2 separate regions of the Mus musculus genome follow, and region 1 is linked to region 2. Evidence: chromatin contacts called from public Hi-C data. All regions are on one chromosome and are shown on one strand. Each heading gives the region's core, a stretch centred on a gene start, on an enhancer-like site or on the middle of the called end of the contact. The rest is flanking DNA. Distances are from core to core; before and after follow the strand shown. Region 1 overlaps Cdk5rap2 (CDK5 regulatory subunit associated protein 2). Region 2 overlaps Cdk5rap2 (CDK5 regulatory subunit associated protein 2).

Region 1 (6,568 bases), core at 1,529-4,028, 77 kb after region 2:
AGGCAAGAGATGCTGGGACGCCCAAGCCTCCCTACCCAAGGGCACTCTGACCCATTTCCCCAAGGGCTCAGCCAGCTGAAGAGAAAGATAAGCATGCTCTCAGAGCAGAGAGTACTGTTGCTCCAGTGGACTCCAGTGCACAGTGCTCTATCATTCAACATCCGAGCAAGCACTTGGAAAATGCAGGGAAATGGGGGGAAAATAAGAAACCTAGGCACAGAGAGCAACTCTAACTGAGGACTAGAAAGCAGCACAGGATGCTTTTGTTCACAGATTACATCTCATTGCTCATTTGTTTAATGCTAACATACAAAGGATTCACATCATTTTTGAAGGCGAATGTTTGTTTAGAAAAAGTAAGTCGTTAGCTTAGAGGTTAAGCATCCCCAAGGAAACTCAGCTCCAACCTAAACCCAGTGCTGGTGTCCACTTCTATAAAGACACCTTAGTGACCACCATGGCACCCCAAACATCATGGAAGTTGCTATAGTCTACCCACACAAACCCTGAAATAAGGCCTGTTCTGCAGGTGAGAAATGGACACAACAGTTCAAACTCAACAGCTAACAAGGGATGAAACGGGACCCAGTCCACCATCCTCTTACAAAAGTGGAGGGTTTTAAACTTTATTTGTATGGTGCGTGTGTGTGTGTGTGTGTGTGTGAGAGAGAGAGAGAGAGAGAGAGAGAGAGAGAGAGACAGAGACAGAGACAGAGATATACACAGGGAGACAGAGACAAACAAAAAGAGTGAGTGTGTGTGTGAGAGAGAGACAGACAGTGTGTATGTGTGTGTGAGAGAGACAGACAGACAGACACTGACAGACAGAGTGTGTGTGTGTGTGTATGTATGTGTGTGTGTGTGTATGTATGTATGTGTGTGTGTGTGTATGTATGTATGTGTGTGTGTGTATGTATGTATGTGTGTGTGTGTGTGTATGTGTGTGTGTATGTATGTATGTGTGTGTGTGTATGTATGTGTGTGTGTGTGTGTGTGTGTGTGTGTGTGTGTGTGTATGTGTGTGTGCTGATCCGAGTGGCACAGCAGCTGTATGGAAGACAGAGGATAGCTATAAGAGGCATTTTTCTCCTTCCACCTCTATGCTAGGTCTGTGGGTGGAACTCAGGATGTCAGGCTTGTACAGAAAGCACTTTTACCCTTTGAGCCAACCCACTAGCCCAGAAACTGGGATTTGCAAGGACACAGCATCCTACTTAGTTCTCTTAAACTGTATATTATGCTACAAGGACATCAGCTCAAAGCATTTCGCATCTGATTTATTAAAAAAAAAAAAAAAAGACAAGAGACATTTTGAGCTCTGTAAAAGCATCCCTTCTTGGAGCTGTGGTCTTAAACCTAACGCATTATTCCAAGACACTGTCACCAACTGCTGTGTATTGGCTGAGGTTCTCAAGGTGTACTAAATGCTCTCCCAATTCCATTTTGGGCTACCTATAAATAAGTACCGAGGATTTAGAGGGAATCTGGTTGAACTACCCCAAAATTAAATCTATTCCTGGTAGATAATGCAGAATTTTGCCACCTGGGTGATAGTAACAACTTTAATTAGACTTTTGGCTTAGAGCCAGCAAATGTATCCCACAGAGCTAAGTGCCCAGGTGAAGCGCACACTTGTCAGGGCAGCAGATGACAGGTCCTATGACAGATGCAAGTATTGTTAGACAGCCCAGGGACTATAGCTCAGCCACAGTCCAACAGAGGCCACTATACAAAAAAAAAAAAAAAAAAAACAACGTAACTTACTCTTGTCCCACACCTGCTTGGGGTAAAACTGAGAGTCTGAGCCAGAGACATCAAATCTGAGCTCTCTCACATCCTTCACCACATACATACATACATGCATACACACACACACACACACACACACACACACACACACACACACAGAGTAGGTGGGGTAAGGGTTAGTCTTAAGTCTCTGGGCCAAACCGGGCATTTATATCAGGATGGAAGAACAATAAAGGTCAAAGTCACCTCCCGGTCACAGCCTACAGAGCTCACTGTAACTGCCACAGTCAGGATGCTAAGCTGGGAACGCTTGCTTCTGCTTCCTTAGGAAAGTCTTCTGACTTTGCTTTAAGTGATACGGGTCCCTCTGGGGGCCAGGAGGCATATGTCAGGATACAGAAGATCTATCTGCCACCTTCAATACTTGGCCTCCCTCTCTGTTAGATCCCCACAGTAAAATTAAAGCCGGTATTCACCAAAGCCTGCCCAATGCAAGCACTCGATAAATGTGTGTGGAATAAACAAAAGTACAAATTATAGCATGTGCTAAGTCAACTGGCACATTGTCTGTAATCAGAGAGATTAAAACCAACATGAGAGCTGACTCTCATGGGCCAACTTCTCATGCACTCGCAGAGTCAGGCCCAGAGAGTCCACTGGTCTCTGATCCAAATCGCTTCTACTAAAGGCATTGTCTCTCCACACACAATGAGCCAGAAAATGAATGCTCCTGGCGTGGGTGTCTGAGAGAGGGTGCGAGCGTTGGCTTGCTATCAGCATTCAGGGAATGTCAAACACATTAAGTCTGTTTGCTATGGGTCCTCTGTGTGGACTATAAGTTGGGGCTCATGTAAAAACAGCGCTGTAGTATTTCCAACTTATTTTCACGTTCAAGAGAACAAAACAACGAGAAACAGCTAGATCCAGTCCCAGCAACTCAAAACCTCAATCCTTACAAGCCCACTGGCTTGAGCAGCATCGATCTGACTTGCACAGAGCTGCTTTGACTGAATGGACTATTGTTGAAGACTCTGTAACTGTTCAGTTTTCTTTATAAAAACCCACCAGACACAACTCTTCCCTTGGGCCTCAGTACCAGCTGAAGCCGGCCTTTTATCTTAAGATGTCCGTCTCTCAAACACTGGAGACCCTGAACCTCAATTCTTTTTCCCTTGCTGCCAGAACTGCCAGCAGAATCTTAAGTCCCCCTCTTCTGCACCACAGAGGATACCACAAAATGTTTACCATCTTTGCTATGGTTCCAAAGCCCTTGCCCTCTTTTCCTTTGAAATCCTGATGTCTTTACCATTATTCCTAAGCTCATTAAATTGTATAACTTTATATAAACTGCAACACATGTTTGAGAAACACTGAGAAGAACAAATTACTTTTTAAAGCTTCAAATAACCAGAATATTGTAGACTGGTCTTCTTGAGAATACTTTATTCTGGTCTATAGAAAACACAGATTATAAAAATCTCTCTGCCAAATGCACCATATCCCTACCTACTACTGGTTTGCCAGCACAACAAAATAGCATCTTAGGCAAAGTTCTAAAATTATAGACCAGATACCTGACACCTGCATATCTCTGTCTAGGTGACCATAAGCAAGCCATTTAAATTATGAAGCTCAGTTAATCTGTAAATTAGAGTAACTTTCTCTGGGCCCAAACATGTGGATGTGGCCACATATGAAGCTGCTGGCTGCTTTACAAGTGGCAGGTATGCTCTGCAGCTAAGGAGCAGGTCTGCATGCTGCCATCAATCCTACCATCAGTTTCTGTTATCTAAGAGGATTTGCAGAGTGAACTAAATGTAGACAGAGAACAAGGCCTGAGGTTTGAATATTTTTCTTTCCAATATTCTTTTCCAGTCTATAAAACACAGTAAAACCTGAGAGTGTACAGGAAAGATATAACACTGGATATGACTGTCTTCAGAGTAAGGCTTGACTCTACAAGGCCAGCCCTAGAATGATATCAAGGCCACCAAAGAACTGCAAAAGTTAAGCGCCAAAATCCAACCATCCACTCAATAAAGGGGTTCTTCAACGAAGGCACAGGTCACCAAATGCATAAGAAAGTGTTCAACATTCTTAGCTACCAGGGAAATACAAATTAAAACTGCTCCAAGAACTCACTGCATCCTAGTCAAAATGGTTAACATAAAAACAAAAACAAAACCATTAATAACATAAGAAATGCTGGCAAGGATTCAGGGAAAGAAATACCTTATTCCCTGCTGTGGAAATATAAACATGTGCAACCACTATGGGCATCAGTATGAAGGATCCTAAAAAACTGAAAAGAGAACTATCCTGATTCAGCTCCCTGTGAGAAGAAAGCATCGCTGGCCCCACCCGATGCACCCCTCACAATGTCAGGAGAGCAGGAGGCACTCACGTGAATGGTTCGGGCTCCTCTGTTCCCCTCTTGGTGGGCTTCCTCCAGGGCCTGCTCTAGTCTCAACTTCTCCTTCTTCAAGTCATTCAACTCCTGGGTGACCTTTTTAACATTCCTGAGCAACCTATGGTTCTCAGTGCTCTTTGTGACATTTTCTGAGTGTAGCTTGGCCAATAGGGCTTCCTTCTCTACCAGCGCAGCTTCACAGTCCTCAGACCCCTAGGAGAGAGGGAGAGCAGAGGGACCTGGTTTCCCATGTCAGAAACAAACCAAGACTGTTTTGCCTACCAGGCAGGGAGGAAGAAAAATGGGCACCATTCAGTACCCAGAGCCCAAGGAGCAGCATTTTGGAAAACTACAGGACAAAGTGTAGGTTGTGGTCCTGTTGGCAAGAGTGGTCCACAGTGCTGTCAAAGAAATACAAGAGGGAAAAGCACAAACTTTTAACAAAACTAAATAACTTCAATGCAAAGAGAGTATAGCTGACTTTTCCGTTTGTCTGGATTTTCTAATACTTTAAGGTAATTAAGTAACTTTAAAGGGGTCACTTGCCTAACGTGTGAATCCCTGAGTTCAAGCTCTGATGTCATAATCAGCCAACCAATAGTAATCAGAAAATGAAATGAAGATGGCAGGCAGTGGTGAATCCCAGCACCATCAATATTCTTCTTTGTTAGTATGACTGACACCTGTCGCAGGATTTTCCCTGTCCAATTACAGTAAGGCAGCAAGGGGCCTGTCACTGGACAGGGAAAAGGTAAGCGGGGCTAAGAGTTGCAGAGACAGAGAGCGTCTCAGGGGAGAAGGAGATAGTCCAACATGGAGGCGGATGTGAACCAGCGTGGCTTTAACCAGCCACAGGTAGCTATGATATAAGGTTAGAATAATTAGGATAAAGCTTTTATCATTATCAACTGGTTCTGCAATTATTGTATTGACATCTTGTAAATTGAGAATTTATTGATAATAAATCTGATTGGTGAATTATAAGCTTCTAAGGTCTTGTTTTTACTGGGTAAATGGGCATTGTGATGGCTGATCATGCTGGGGTTAGCTAGAGTTGCCAGGGGCAGGAGCACAGGAAGCCTGTCGTTGGCGGGCAGAGAGCAACTGGAGCGCAGAAAGTTAACATTTTCTTTCTTACTATTTCCCGAACACACACCCAGAGTGTATGCAGAAAAAGGAGACAGCTGTCAACATGGCAGTCAAAGTCTACTTTTGAATGATTCTACTGTCATCAGAGTTCAAGGACTAAATGCATCAAAATACTTTATTTCATTAAATACAATTCACCTGAGAAAATATTTATGTAATACACAAAAAAAATGAACAAAATGTTCTACACCACCAACAATAAGAAGAATGAATTGAAGTTCTCAGTTACAAAGTATGCTTGTTTAAATGGGATTATCTGGTGTTAGTCAGCTTGTTTTGAAATGATACTCTTCCTTAGTAACTCTGTAAGAACCAAGAAATATATAAGGGAATGCAAATTAACACGGTGCATATACCTGGAAACAAGAGAAACTGGTATCAGTGTCAATGGAAATGCTTAAATAAACTCAAGCAAAGGCCAACAATGCCTGGAAAATGTTCATCATCAACAAGAGGTTAAACCATGCCCATAAGTAACTGATGCTCAGGGCTGCAATATGACTAGTCTGTCATCAGACTGCCCATAATTAAACCTGGAATTCGAAGGATTTCCAGCCTGTGTGCTTCCCTGGCACAGCACCACTTACCCACACCAGGGAAGACTCTAATTAACACCAAGAAGCTGGCAAGAATGAAAAGAAGACAACTAAATTCAAAGGGGATGCTAGAGATAGCCATCAGTTAGGGGCTTGTTGAACATAGTTATTGTTCACAGTTACCAAGTGCTGAAAAGAAGTTCTGCCGGATTGTTGCATGAATACTGATGGCAAAGCCTCCTTAAAAATCTAACCTCAAAGAACTCAAACACACACACACAATTCATTTCATAAAAACACTTTCCATATTAAATTTTCCTTAAATGGCCCTTTGAAAAACTTCCCTAGAGTGCTCTTTACCTTTTCCTGAATGATGCCCAAGTGGCAAATATTTGGCCCAATTACACATGGCCAGAAACTAAAGGCCAAATAGAAAATTAAGCAAATTATTCTTGCTCACTATAAAAGGATCCAAATGCCCTAGACCAGTTTTAGCTATGTGACTTGGGAGATGTTAGCTTGGAACACTGAATAAAGAGATGCTGCAACATATATGTGAGCCGGCAATTATTTCAAAATGAAAATTTAAAAGTCTGAGGGAATCTCCGCTATGCTCCCATGGTCAGAATGTTAAAAAAAGTTTTCTAGAACATGAAATATACAACGGCCCTGCACACATCTGAAGTCCCAGATACTTAAGGGGTCAAGGCAGGAGCCTAGGAGT
Region 2 (6,747 bases), core at 1,652-4,151:
TGTATCTCTATGCTTCTGCATCCAGACTATCCATTTCTTCATTTCACCCCAAGGACTCCCAATGGACACACATATGAAAGAAGGTGTTTCACAGCGTTTGGAGCAGCGAAATGTTTGGACAGAAGTAGGCAAGTCCTCAGAACAGACAGGTGGCCAAAAGAAAGTATACAATCCATGTTTCATCCTTATCCTTAAATGGCGGCACAGAAAACCAGGTGCCAGAGCAAGAAAGACTTAAGGTCTAGTCCTAGCTCGGCCACTCAATTGCTGATGTGTAGCTCTGACCCACAGGCTCCTCATTCTGAATAGCAAATGGAAATGCTTGCCTTGTGGCCTTAGAAGCAACAAGGGTAATTTCCAGTTGGTGCTAGATATAGCTGTCTTTGAAGAGGGGTGAGCCAAATGGGAAAGTAGTGCAAACCACAGTTAAGTGCCTCATGTAACTATGTCAAGTGACAGGGCAAGAACAGCTGATCTTGAAACAGAGAGAAACATGGTGTTGGCGAGATGTGTGGTCATTTCTGCTCCAAGGAATGGCTTTCCTACTGCTCGGTGGCAGAGTACCGAGCTATGCAGAGCCGTAGTCAGGAGAATAAGGAGCCATGGGGGAGGAAGAAGGTAGGAGGTTGAAGGAAAGGGAAATAAAACAAATCAGCTGACATGTGTAAGTGCCAGGCTTAGGACAGTGGAACCATCAGTCACCTACAGGAAGATCTGCTTGCAGTCACTGACAGAAATACCACACACAAGTCACCTGAGCCTGAGGTGAAGCTGCAGGATCTACAGTGGTGCATGCTGCTTGTTTGGTGTGTGGCCACGGTTGGTCCTGTGGGTATTGGTGCCTTGTTTACAAGAAGCAGCAACGTTACAGAAAGAAAGGGAGCTTTAAGTTAAAAGGACTTGCAGGAAATCCGAGGGTGGACAGTCCTGGGGTTTTCTTAGCAGCTGCTACACACTCACCCCTTGAGCAGTTCATTCTGGGGATGTGGTTCCACTCTGGCTGATTTTCCTGGAAGCAGAGAGAACATCAGAGGATGAAAACAGTTTTCAAAACGGTTTGCTGGCACTTCCTTGTCCAGGTATTTGCAGAGCCATGGACCTGTCAGTTTCAGCTGAGTTTACTCATACTAGCTCCTCAGGAACTGGGTCCAGATAACTGGACTCAACTTAGGAAGCGGCCACAACGGTCTCTCTGAATGCTGCTCCTTCCACTCTCTAAACACGGTAACAGCAGGGCCTAGCTGCAAAGGCCTGTCATCCTAGCTATTTAGGAGACCAAGGCAGGAGGGTCCTAAATTCAAGTTGGTTCAAGCAACTTAGTAAGACTGTTTCATAATAATAATAATAATAATAATAATAAAAAGCACAAGATATGCTACTAGATCTAAGGAAACAGCTTAGTCAGTAAAGTGCCATACAAGCGTTAGGACCAGAGTTTGCTCCCTAGCACCTACTAATATATATTTGTATGTATATGTGTGTGTGTGTGTGCATATATATATATATGTATATATATATACATATATATATATATATACATATATATATATATATGCAGCAGCTTATGTCTAGAATTCCAGCCCTGGAGAGAGGGAGACAGAAGATCCCCAGGCCGTCTTCTTGGACAGGCAGTCTAGAAAAACCAGTCATCTCCAAGTTGAATGATACGGAAGATAGGGAAGACATGTAACATCAACCTCTGTCCTCTACTCCAGCAGCCCCTACCTTACACTTACACATACATACACACACACACACGCGCGCGCGCGCACACACACGCACCTGCACAAACACATGTATACACACATGAGCAGGTACATACACAGATACAAAATTTTTATAGGAGGGCTAGAGAGCGACTGTAGTGGTGCACAGGTTAGTGGTACGGTACAGCACAGGTGAAGTTCTGGGTTCCATCCCTAGTACCATAGAACATAACACAAATATCCTGTGGCACTAGAAAAATATATGCTCACCATGGGGAGTGAGCAATAGAATTATAAAGCCTCCTCTTCCCGCCCCTCCCCCGAGCTGGCACGCTCTTGAACTGCCTTCTGTTCTCTCCTCCAGGCATGTGGGCAGAGATGATGCTGACTTCATTTTTGCACAACCCATTTTAGTATATGCATTTCTCCTACTAAGTTTGCTTTAGAGACCTCCATTGTGAAGATCATGCTAACATTCTATGGCAGGAACACGTGGACTGTATCTTGCAGTTCCCTAGTGGGTATTTAGGTCATCTCCAAATTTTCATTTTAGTAAATAAATGACACAAATATATCTGTGCACACGGCTTTATCTGCATTTAAATTATTTCCCTAGGAAAGACGCTCAGAACTGGGATTAGTGGGGAAAGCAGTATTGAAAAGTGCAGTTGAGTGCAGTTGAAAAGGCCACTGTCGACAGCAGGGGAAATGACTAACAGAAACAACAAAAGAAAACAAAAATAAAGCACAGGATGCTGTTGGGAGAAAGACGCTGTGCTCTGTTCTTGCGTGTCATCGTTTGAAAGGATGCACAGGCCCAGATTTCAAAGCAACTAACAACTTTATTTTAAAAATACTTCAAAACTCTGGAAATTGCAGACCAGGATGAGCTCTTTGAAGAAACTGATGCATGGCTAAAGAAGAAGATAAAAAAGCCCTTCTTTCGTTGCCTTGAAAAAGGAGACTATAATTAGACTGTCCCCACAGTGCTCTAAACTCCCAAAGGAAAAGTCCCAAAACATCCCCGGTAAGGAAAAAGAACACCAGAGCGAGTGGGTTTGTTTCTCATCGGGATTCAGCTTACAGTTCTCACAGGGGGGCCTGCGTGGCAGGCAGGCTCCATCTCTACCCCGGCAGGTCACCACATACCTGCTACTGTACAGCACTGTTACCCTCAGAAAAAAAGACGCATGGACCCAGTGTGGAGGCAGCAGCCCTGAGCACAATGACTTTAGAATGGACTCTCCGCCTTGGGTTCACTATAATCCTACAGTACCAACACTTGCTTCCACTTTACAGCAGGAAGGGCAAGCCCGAGGCTCTGCGCTCTATTCTCACCTTACTGCAGGCTACAGCTCAGAAGCGAGCAGGGTCATGGCAGGTACAGTCAACACTCTATGCCTGGATTTTCTTGGTCATATCTTTCCCATACTAGGGAGACTCTGTGGCTTCCAGAGGTTGGCTGTCGACCAGCCTGGTAGATGCTCTCACGTCTCTAGTGCGTGTCTATGTGTGACTTCTGTACAACTCGTCAAAAGGAGGAAGTCATAGTGACTAAGCCAGATCTCAAAGCCCCAGAGTGAAGGATGGTCCCTAATGGGTCAGGCACCTATCTTCTGAAGGAACAGCCTAGTTGGCACTGGGGCTGCTCACCAGCCTTCAGCTGATGAAAAGCCTCCAACCTCAGACCTCAAGACAGGCCACCAGCCAAGCCTTGCCACCAGCTAGAAGCTACATAAGTACCGCCAAGCAAACACAAGATGGCAGCCTGCTCCATGGGGATCACTGTACACTGAGAGTCATTTCCTTCAGGCACATAGCAGATGTCTTTGGTCTGGGATAGCTGTAAGCATCCTGAGCCTCCCAATCATGAGTACATCTTAAAACCATCAAAGATCTGGACTCATGCCCACAGAAGCAAGTGTCTCAGTGCCACCAACAGAGTGAGCTCTCTCACTGTTAAATAAAAGATCTTTTGAGTAGCTTGTATTACATCCATCCATTCCTCTATCACAATAGGGTCCTTTTAAAGTGAAGTGACAAATGGCCGTCATTTGGGGATTCATGAGGGGATCGTAACCACTGATAAACTGAGTTTCTTGGTGGAAACTGCCTCCACATAGGTGGCAGGAGACCATCTGTCAGCTATGGCAGGAGCTTGGGATGCACAGCATGAAAGCACTGTTTCCAGCTCTCTGGCAAACCTAAGAACTGTGAGCTCATGCAGTGAGGGAGTATCATGTTTTAAAACAGACATCAAAAAAAAAAAAAAAAAAAAAAAAAAAACCCAGCTTTCCCTTTCTTGGGTGACAAACAAGAAGACCACAGTGAGAATGTGACTTGTGAATGGCTAACCAGACTGTCGCTTGCTGCTCTTCAGAAGCCTCTTTTGGCACACAATTTCTCACCACGACTCGACATGATCCCCGTACTCAAACCCAAGTTCCTGGTGTCTCCAACTCCAGGCCATTCTTCTTCTCTCCTTTCGACCACGGCTCCTCTCAGGAGCCTGGCACACACCGAGGATAGAAGGGTGGATGCAGAGCTGTCCGGTCTGTCCTCGGTGAGCTCACCTCCAAGGAGACAGTTACAGGGTGTGGGGATGAGGGACAGTGTGGTAGCGGTGAAGGCAAACACAGTCCAGTATCAGCCAGAGGGGAAATTAGAGGTGGGGGATGGAGGGAGCTTTGTGCCTCTCCCCTCCGCCCCAAGGTTCATTTGTTTGCTTTTAAGGCAAAAATCTTCTATGTATCCCAAGCCAGCCATACACCCACAATCTTCTTCCTCAGCCCTGCTTGGGATGATAAACCTGTGCTACCATGCCAGGCATCTGGGCTTCATCTCTGAAGCAAAAACCATTCTATACAGAGGAGGTGATTCCATGGTGACAGGAGTCAGACCCTTTGTTTAACAGCCTGGGACACTGTTATCATCCATCCCTCCTCTCCTCTCCCCTCCCCTCCCCTCCCCTCCCCTCTCCTCCTCTCCCCTCCCCTCCCCTCCCCTCCCCTCCCCTCCCTCCTTCCCTTCCTCCCTTTTGTCTGAAGTTTTCCCTCTTCTCCCAGTCCTTCCCTTCATGGATCTCCCCTCTACCCTACCTCCCAATCCTCTCTTCCTCGATTTCTCTTCAGAAAAGGGCAGACCTCTCATGGATACCAACCATGGCAATATCAAGTTACAGACAGACCAGGTACCTCTTGCAATGCTTGCTGTCACTTCCCAAATGCTGTATGTTTCCAAGGGCAACACGAGACACTTAAAATAAGCTCACTTAATCCTTACAAACAACTCTGCTAAGGTAGGTGCTGCTACTTCCATAGAAGACATATGACCTTTGAAGTCGAATGACCCATAAACCAGGGTATTAACTCCAATATCTGACTCCAAAGGCCACTCTAGCTTCCCTCTGATAGCCTATACCACAAAGTCAGACTGACATGTGTGAGTTGCAGATAACCCAGAGTGAAGTACAGGAACAAGCTCTCTCTTCTATGGGGTGAACAGAGAGAGCTTTGAGAGGAGCGATACAATTTCTATAGAGAGTGAGTACAGCCTGGGTAGAAAGGCACTGGTCTGAGCAGTCAGAGAACGGGAAACGTGACAGGAACCTTTGGTCTCCACATCCAGCCTGACTCGAATGAGACAGGGACACAGATATCGAAGTGGTCTGAACCGGCTGTGAAAGAAAACCTCCAATTCGGACTCTGCCATCTCCTGTGTGACCTCTCATGCTCCTCACATGTATAGTTCCTCCTGTGCTGAGAATACAGCAAACATACAGTGAACGCCACCTTCCACATCCCTGCACTGGTTTTTCCATCACACCAGGGAAAGTCTTGAGAAGGAATGAGGAAAAGTGTCAAGGCAAAGGATCCTTAGTGACTGGCTTCTATTTAAGAGGCTAAACCTTGACAGCCATACCGAGTTCACTGAAGGGCTATCTCGGAATTGTCTCTGCAGCAATTCTAGCACTCTGCTCAATTACTGCATTCCTCATACCAGCGTGTCTCTGAAGACACCATGATGGGCTATGCTGGGAAACCCGACTGCAACTCCAGCTACAGATCTACTCCGTGTCTGAGTCTGTGGAAGATCTAAACGCTACAGACCTTCACTCTAGGAAAGTGAATGCTCCACAGCATCTTCCCAGTCCAGACCCCTCATGGGACCCTAAGTTTCCAGCTCTGCCCTTAGCAAGTGTCAAGAAAGCGCATTACTACCTACCCTACCCTGCGGCTTAGATTCTGCCAACCGAATGCTGTGACAGAAATAGCAAGGATGCACTGAGATTCCAAGTCAGTGTTCTTTACAACGGTCCCCAAATGGACACAACCTAAGCGTCCATCCCTTGGGAATCATCAAATAAGGCAAGGGACATTTATATAGAAAATGTTCTGCAGCCACTAAAGCTTAATGTGTGTTATCAATCACTGAGCAAAGGGAAAGGTTGCAAAGAGTCCTGTTGCTATATAAAAAAAAAAACCCACATTTCTAAAGGGTCCAGGCACAGAAACTCGGAGACTGCCCATGCACGGCTACACAAATGATACAATCAGGGTAGTGTCTGCCTAGCTATCATTCCACAGGAAACATGCTTGGTATTACTTTTTAAGGTCTATATTTAAATGTTTGACAACCTTTGCCATACACCTACTTTACATGCCAATTACTTTATTGTAAATCCAGATCATAATGCAAGAGCCAGACTCCTACCATGGAATCCAAGAAATATCAGTCTCTGTGCCTCTTTTTCTTCCCTGCATAGGGAGGAAGCTGCAGTGAGGTTCCTGTGGCCTTTGTACCTCGAAGAAAGTGAGGTTCTACACGTGCCATCTGCTAGCTCTGAATGTTCCTACCTCCAGAGGAAACAACAAGCGGGATGTTTGTCAGATTCTGGCTGAGAGCGAAGACATTGAGCAGCCAGCTGAAGAGGGAGAGGAGCTGGTGCCAGAGGCAACTTTCCCCTCACCTCCCTGGCCAAGGCCAGGGCCAGGACCAGCTGAAGAAAACACAACAAAGCATTATGGGCTTGGTCAATCCA

What was found. Hi-C and Micro-C count contacts between places; a contact is called where the count stands out from the background.
Region 1: a Hi-C map of forebrain shows a contact between it and region 2, with 4 times the contacts expected there. The contact joins two enhancer-like sites. A contact is called at or near these places in 2 of 484 Hi-C or Micro-C datasets (dorsal root ganglion neurons and forebrain), 2 of 115 datasets of contacts at active chromatin or transcription factors (embryonic stem cells and stem cell-derived neural progenitor cells) and 4 of 9 other capture datasets (adipose tissue, embryonic stem cells, liver and 1 more).

What each region holds. Positions count from the first base shown.
Region 1 is chr4:70,333,188-70,339,755 of GRCm38.p6, forward strand. It overlaps Cdk5rap2 (CDK5 regulatory subunit associated protein 2), which reads right to left. Exons shown (of 37, transcript NM_145990.4): 12 at 4,154-4,372. Among named protein-coding and RNA genes, the nearest start is that of Cdk5rap2, 74 kb to the right of the region's middle. Within about 2 kb of position 2,779, at least 27 of the 459 cell types and tissues checked have an H3K27ac peak or open chromatin away from gene starts, as enhancers often do. A contact at or near this core is called in forebrain, where this site is marked.
Region 2 is chr4:70,256,375-70,263,121 of GRCm38.p6, forward strand. It overlaps Cdk5rap2 (CDK5 regulatory subunit associated protein 2), which reads right to left. Exons shown (of 37, transcript NM_145990.4): 26 at 961-1,009. Among named protein-coding and RNA genes, the nearest start is that of Cdk5rap2, 150 kb to the right of the region's middle. Within about 2 kb of position 2,902, at least 41 of the 459 cell types and tissues checked have an H3K27ac peak or open chromatin away from gene starts, as enhancers often do. A contact at or near this core is called in forebrain, where this site is marked.